Linked DNA regions of Pan troglodytes: region 1 is linked to region 2. The links are chromatin contacts, called in public HiChIP or PLAC-seq maps. All regions are on one chromosome and are shown on one strand. Each heading gives the region's core, a stretch centred on a gene start, on an enhancer-like site or on the middle of the called end of the contact. The rest is flanking DNA. Distances are from core to core; before and after follow the strand shown.

The links. HiChIP or PLAC-seq counts read pairs in DNA pulled down with a chosen protein or histone mark.
Region 1: a contact with region 2 is called in an H3K4me3 HiChIP or PLAC-seq map of stem cell-derived excitatory neurons, with 2.3 times the contacts expected there. The contact joins the promoter of CNIH2 here to the promoter of CFL1 in region 2. A contact is called at or near these places in 1 of 7 Hi-C or Micro-C datasets (stem cell-derived neural progenitor cells) and 1 of 1 datasets of contacts at active chromatin or transcription factors (stem cell-derived excitatory neurons).

Annotation. Positions count from the first base shown.
Region 1 is chr9:68,606,214-68,609,829 of NHGRI_mPanTro3-v2.0_pri, reverse strand. It overlaps CNIH2 (cornichon family AMPA receptor auxiliary protein 2), which reads right to left and starts at 2,234. Exons shown (of 6, transcript XM_063783117.1): 1 at 2,040-2,234. The coding sequence starts at 2,120. RAB1B (RAB1B, member RAS oncogene family) reads right to left here. Exons shown (of 6, transcript XM_009423503.4): 6 at 3,085-3,616.
Region 2 is chr9:68,185,006-68,188,443 of NHGRI_mPanTro3-v2.0_pri, reverse strand. CFL1 (cofilin 1) reads left to right here and starts at 1,933. Exons shown (of 4, transcript XM_054661407.2): 1 at 1,933-2,171. MUS81 (MUS81 structure-specific endonuclease subunit) reads right to left here and starts at 2,687. Exons shown (of 18, transcript NM_001280496.1): 1 at 2,375-2,687; 2 at 1,827-1,934; 3 at 1,271-1,484; 4 at 1,057-1,186; 5 at 725-810; 6 at 115-213. The coding sequence starts at 1,405.

The DNA.
Region 1 (3,616 bases), core at 985-3,484, 420 kb before region 2:
ATGGTGACAGCTGACACGCGTCACTCACCGCCAGGGTTGCCTAGGAACCACTGGGGCCTGGGCTGAGGGTCTGGAGTGGGATCTGGGGTCCTGCCCTGTTAAGAGTCTAGTTCTTAGCAGCTGAGGACTGAGGACCACGCCTCCTATCCCCTACCACCCAGCAGGCCGCACTAGGCACTCTGATGTGCACAGGTCCACTTTGCCGGCGAGGAACCAGACTTGGGACAAATGACTTGCTAAGATTGTCCAGCTAAATGGCTGAGTGGACAGAGTACCTCACATAAGTGCTCAATCAATATCTGTTGAATGAACAAAGACATTTCTTCAAAGCTTGGGCCTTTCCTCCCAGCCTGGGCACTCCACAAGGGCAAAGTCTGGGTTTTATTCATCCTTGACCCCCTCAAAGCCACCCAGAGCCTGATCTTTGGGAAGCATCAATGCAGGCGTGGTGGATAAACTGCTGAGAATCCCCTGAGGACAGGGACCCCACAGGGGCTGTGGGAAGGCCCTGGGTGGGGAAGGCCCCAAAAAGGGGCTTCTTGAATTCCAGGAGCCCTTCTCCCAGGAGCTGGTCAGCTCTGCATTCCCTAGCCTGTGGCCCCCAGCTCCCTCCAGTCCTTAGAACCCTAGCCCTCCTGCCCCTACCCCACAGAAAGAAAAATAGAGTAACTCGGGGTGCGGGGGAGAGGGGGAAAGACAAAGCAACCAAGACCCAGAGAGAGAGCAGAGCCAGGCCAAGGAGTGACAGGGCTGGAGCTGGGGTGTGTGCTGAGGTGCCTTTGGGGGCTCACTCTTCACACAGTAGGGGTTCAGTCAGTCTATGGATTCCTGATGTCAAAGAGCAAGGTGGCAGGGGATGGCAAAGGGAGCGCAGGGGGAACCATAGAGCAGGCGGCAGGTCCCAGGAAGAGAAAGGAGAGAGGAAGTGGGGAGCCCGGGAAAGAAGCAGGTGAGGCACCGGGAGGAAGGAGGGAAGGGCTATGGGAAATGGGATTGAGGGAGGGATGAGAGGACCCCTGAAAGGGAATGACAATCAGGGAGGTGTGCGCGGGAGGTGTGAGCAGAGGATGCTGAGCTGAGCCAGCCAGGGCCGAGCTGGGCAGGCTGTTACAGAAACAGGCACGGGGTTTGGGTGGGGGTGGGGACGGAGGGCAGTAAAGTGGGGCCAGGGGCCCCCAACAACCAGCTGGAGGCTGATTGATAGTTCTGTAGTGAGGGGACGGGAGCCAGGCAGAGGAGGCCCTGGAGGAGAGGGGCGGGAGGGGAGGAGGAGGGAGCCTGGGGGAAGCAATGGGTCGGATGCAGGATGAGGAATGGACATTTTGAAGAATCAGGTGTGAGGCTAGGCCAGGGCGAGGGACAGACCAAGGGGTATGTGAGAGAGAAAGGGGAAGGGGGACAGGAAGAGGAGGGAAGCTGGAAAATGGAGAGGAAACCTGGGGGGCTGGGAAGCCCCCAACAGGAGGAGTAGGGAAACCCAAGGTGAGCCGGTGGTGGGGGCTAGGTCTCTGGGGGCTGATGAGAGCCAACTGCTGCTTGGTCAGGGAGGGGGCTGGGAAGGCAAAGGGTTAATGGACTCTGAGATCTGTGGGTCCTGTAAACAGATGCAGTTGCCATAGCAACCAGCTCCATCACTCTGGCTGGAAAAACCCACAAAGGGTGGGGGGCAGCAGACAGACAAACTGCCGGATGGACTAATGGAGGCGGCTGGATGGTGGTGGGGGGGGACATAGAAGATAAAGGAACAAAAATGCCAGAATTCCACCCCCCACCTCACGGGCTGCATGGGAGCAGAGGACGAGGGCAGAGGAGGGGGTCAGAGACCGACTGACATACACACAGACAGGCGGGGGCGGCGGAGGAAGGGGGGCCCCGGGAAGAAAGCCGACCACGGGGGGTGTTAATGGGGGCGAAGCCGACAAGCCGACGGCTGGGGGATAGCAAGTTTCCCCTGGGCTCTGAGACCACCCGCCCTGGGTCCCTCCAGCTCCGCGTGGCCCCTGCCCCCCACCCCGCCCCCAGCCCCAGCCCGGCCTTACGTGCCAGATGACAAAGAAGATGAGGGAGGCGCACAGCACCAGGGTGAGCATGTAGCAGAACGCGGCGAAGGTGAACGCCATGGCCCCCGCGCCGGGCGGCGGCCCGGGGGGCGCCAGCGCGGGGCCCGGGCGCAAGGGGACGCCCCCCGGCCCGCGCTTAGGGCCGGCCGGGCATGTCCCGTGGGGCTCGGGGGACGTGGGTGATGCGGCCGGGACCGGGACCGCGGGGCCGTGGGGGGCGCGGGGCGCGGGCCGGTGGGCTCGGGGGGCGCGTCCGTTGCCGGCTGCCCGGGCCCCGATCGCTCATCCTGCGATCCCTCGCCCGCGGCTCCCTCGCTCTCCAGCCCGCGAAGCCGGCGGGGCGGAGCCGGGGGCGGGGCCGCCGCGCGAGCGGCCTCGGGCGGGGCTGGGTCTCCGCGGGCCCCTCGTCTGCCCGCCCGGCTCGGGCGCCACCCCCAGCCCCGACAAGCCCGCGGCCGTTCACCCTCCGGACAGCGTAGACGCGGCCGCCCCCGGCACCCCGCACCCCTCGGCACTCCAGCCACCGGCACAGCCGCACTCGGCCCCCTCGGGCGGGCGCTCAGGGCAAAGGCTGAAGTGCGAGGCACTTGTCACTGTCGGAGACGGCAGAAGCACCTGGCTGGGACACACAATGACGCCAGGACAGGGGCTGAATGGGGGCAGTGGGGTTTTGGGGGGCGCTGGAGGAGGTTGGGCCAGGTGCAGTGGGGGCCCTCTCAGCGGCTGCGCGACCCCACACCTCTGCCGTGTGCCCCGCGGGAGTTGGCGGCGGCACGCCAGGTATGAGCTGATGGCCGCCTGCCTCTTTCCCTGACAGAACGGTGCTGGGCCCTTGGGGACAGACCACAGAAGCACAAGCAGCTTTCCTGGCCCCAGGAAACGGGGTCAAGGGCTTTTGCCAGCAGCCTTAGGTCACAGAAACCAAGCCAGGACCCCCGTGCACCCCACCTAGCCCAGGGTTCCAGTTCCATCCCCCCACCCCAAGGCTGGGCTTAGACCACAGACCACACTTGGCCACCACAACTTCCTTGCAAAAACCCTCAGCTCACCCGAGGGCCAATGGAAATTTATTAATTTTTTGTCCTTTTCCATCTTTCCCCAAGTGGCTTTTCCTTGCAAAATGCCTGACATGACACCAGAGGGGAACCTGGGAGCGGGGGGCACCCCAAGGGGGCAGCCCAGGGACTTAAATACAAGCTGGAGGGCAGGGCACAGGTGGGACAGGCAAGAGACAGCACGAGGGACATGGCTTCTCAGGGAGACCAAAGACTTGCTTTCTTGCAGGAAGCAGCTGTGCCAGAGGGCAGGGGACTAGGATCCTGGGTGCAGAGTGGGTGAGCAGAGAGGCCCCCAATCCTGGATGGAACCCACATTCCCCAGAGAAGTAGCGGCAGGGGATGAGGGCCGTCCCTGGTGGGCTCCAGAGACGGAGTGGGGAGTGAGCCAGATGTGCTACCTTGGGGAAAGGGAGGAGGTGCTAGCAGAGTGAGGGTTAAGGCTGGTGCCCAGCCTCTGGCACGGTGGGCCTTCCGCCTCTGCCTGACATGGGGACAAAG
Region 2 (3,438 bases), core at 684-3,183:
CATCCCGCTCAGGTGGCTGGGATAATCTTTGCCTGCCCTGCCTGGGCCAGGCCCCTCGGGGAACCTCCCACCCCACTGCCATGGTTCTGCCTCGCGGTGTAGCCCAGTGCTCACCAGGTGCTCCCGGTAGAGCACCAGCAGTATCACTCGGGCTCCTGAGTGCCGAGCTGGCCAGTAGCTGCCAGAGCCTCCCGCTTTGGGCTGGGCGGGAACCTGAAAGGTACAGAGGAGTTCTGAACATGAAAGCCAGCCAGTCATCTTTGAATAAGTCCCCAGCAGGCTTTGTGGCCCTGGGTAAGTCACTCAGTTGTCTCTCAGTTTCCTTCTCTGTAAAATGGGCCAGGTGATGGGATGATCCGCTGCAAATCTGGGATAAAACAGCAGGCAGTTTCGGGGCAGTGGGTGGGGGTGTCTGCCCAGCCTGGCCTCACTTCTACCATGCGCTGCAGGACAGGTGTAATTAGACAGGAAAACTTAATAATGGTGACCCCGTAACTAACTGAGCTGGGCTCCCTAAGTAGCTTGATCATGGAATTCTCTCATTGGCTGTTACCAATATTTCTATTCACAGGTTAAAATACTAAGTCGAAAAGAGGATAAGTCATTTGCTCAAGGCCAGGCATCACTGGTGAGATTTGGACTCAGGCTTGCCAAATCCCCCAAGCCAGAAAATCATACTCCCGCACTCCCACTTTGCCTTCCACTCCCCTTGCCCCTTCCTCACTGGCACGGAAGAGTCCTGGACTTCCGCAGGTCGCCCCTGCGGGGCTGGACTGTTCTCTCCAGATAGTGAGTCCGAGGCATGGTCACCTGCGGGAGAGAAAAGAGTTAACTCCACACTCCACGAATCCGGCAGCTGCGAGGATCTGGGATGCAACCTACTCAGATGGTTACGTGAGACCGGTGAGGGAGGCTCAGGGAGCGCCAGCCACTAGCCCTAGGCCGAACGGCAACTGGGACAGGAGTGGGGAGCTTTAAGCCAAGGGCTCCCAGGAGAGTACGGAGGCTCCACCTGGGGGAGGTAGGGGATCACCGACCCCTTTCCGAGGCGCTCACCGCCCGATGTTCGGTGCCGCTGCAGCCGCTCGTCCAGCATCCGGCAGAGCCCGTCTCCGAAGTGCTGTAGGATCTTAGCTTCCTTCCCGCTGCGCAGCGGCAGTGGGTACCGTCGGAGGGAACGCAGCGCCTGGCCGGGCAGGGGTAGGGTACCTGGTCAGGGCAGGCCTGACCTGGCCAGCAGCTTTTCCCATCGGGCCACGCCAGGACCCACCTTCTGAAACACGAAGCGCGTGCGGCGCCTGCTGCGGGTCGCCTCGTCCCGCCACTCGGTCAGCCAGCGAACGAAGAGCGGGTTGGGACTGGCAGGCAGCGGGCGCTTCCGGCCCAGGCGGACCGGGGCCGCCATGAGCCCGAGGGCGGGTCCTCCGGCGCTCCACGCCCGCGGGACTGGGACGCCGCCAGTTCTGGAGTCGGGATTGGAACACCTGGCCCAGGGCGGGGCGGGGGAAGAGGGAGACCGAGGGCAGGACCGTTGAGATCACGGGGCCCCAAACACAGGGGGCACTAACGAGAGGAGAGCCTGCGGCCGCCCTCCCACCCCTGCGCTGCTCTAAGTGGTTGGTCAGGGGCGCTGTCTCTAACGATCTTTTCCCTTGGCTCCACTCCAGCCAGCCTTTGAGACGCGCCCATTCCCAGCCCCCGGAGCCTGGACCGGCTCCTTCCTGTCAACCCAGATTCGAGAGCGGGGTCTTTGTGTAGGCGAGAGGAAGGCGGACAGCGCCCCCTGTGACGGGGAGGACTGGCTGGGCGGCGCTTAACGAACTAACCTGAGCTTGGCGGCTCTAAGGTCTCTTAAGATTGTCAGCTTCAGCCTCAAGCTTGAAGGAGGCTGGAGATGGAGACTGGTCTTGAAAAGAGTCCAGGAGAGGCGGGGGCTAGGAGACAAACGGGTGCAAACGTATTGGTGGGAGGGACACCCAGAAATGGGTGCCGGGGATGAGGACACAAAGGTAAGGCAGGAGGAGCTGCAGGACCCTTGGAGGAGATGGTGATCCTCATCCCCGGGATACAGGGCAAAGAGTGTGTGGTGGAGAGGAAGTCGGGGACGTGCCGAGAAGGCCCAAAATAGAACTCGGAATGTCGGGGGTCAGAGGCCTAGAGGAAGGAGGACTGTAAGTAAGAGGTGCTTGGGCATCCTGGCAGTTGGGGAGGCCTGAGATGGGCACGCGGTTGGGTTTGGGAGCGGAGGAGCAGGCTGCGGGTTAAGAAGCCCAGACACAGGTAGAGGGGAGAACACTTCGTCATTTTTGTGGCTAATCGGAAGTGGGAGACCCTCAGGGAGGTTGAAGATGGAAACCCTACAAAGGGCTTCAACCTGAGAAGCCTGAAGGACACGTATAGCTGAGTTGGACACAGGCGACCCGCCAGGGTTTGAAGCAGCACCCGGCCTCTAGCTGCTATGCCGGAAGTCTCAACACGCAGGTCTCCAGCCTGCGAGGAAGGGAGAGGTGGGCGCCAGAGCTCCAGTCCCGCCCCTCAGGACTGTGCCTAGCCCACGGCGCAGTAGCCCCAGCCAAGCTAAATTGGACCAATGGGCTCCGGCTCCCGCCTCCCGCCCGCCGCGGCCTTATAAGGAGCCTCAAGTCGGCTGTCGGGCTGGCCCCGCCCCCTCGAGTCTCTTGTCCTAATAAGGACATCTAGGGCATCCCGCGGCTGGGGGCGGGCGAGAGCGCGTCTCCAGGGTAACTGCGAAGCCCCCCCTCCCTCTCCCCGTTGCTCTTGGAAACTCTAAGGCTCAGAAAAGGGGGCGCTAGCCTCATATTCATGTAGGGTCGCTCGCGGGAGGCGGGGTCAAGCTGCTGTCTCCACCTGGAGCGCCGGGAGTCCGGGCGGGGGCGGTGCTGTGGAATGTCCCCGACTACAACCCCCGGTATGCTCTGCAAGGTACCCCACTCCCAGGCATCGCTCACCGTTTACACCCTTAATTCCGTTTATAGGATTAGGGCCCCCAGTTCCCTTTCTGGGTTTGCCTCTGACTTGTTTGCGACCCAGTCTTTTCCTGCAGAGTGTGAGGCTGTGGTCACTGTTCTAGGACAACAAAATCATCCCGGAGTCCCCCCCCTCGTTTCTTTTTTTTTAAGGCATATACTACCACAGAACTTGTCTCAGTTTTTCGGATGTTAGAATAACCATGTACCTGGCTATCAACTCGAGAGCTGGGTTCAAGTCTGGTTTAATATCTATTTCTTCCCATTGGCACGTAAAGGCATGTAAAGAAGCCTTGAATTGAATGCACAAACCCTCGTCTTTACCCTTTAACGCCTCATGACTTTGCCAAACATCTTTAAACAAGAACAAAGCTCTCAGAGATTTCCTTGTACCTTTCCCCTGTGCCTTTTCCTCCTATTCTTGTTTTACTGACGTTGGACATGGCCTTTT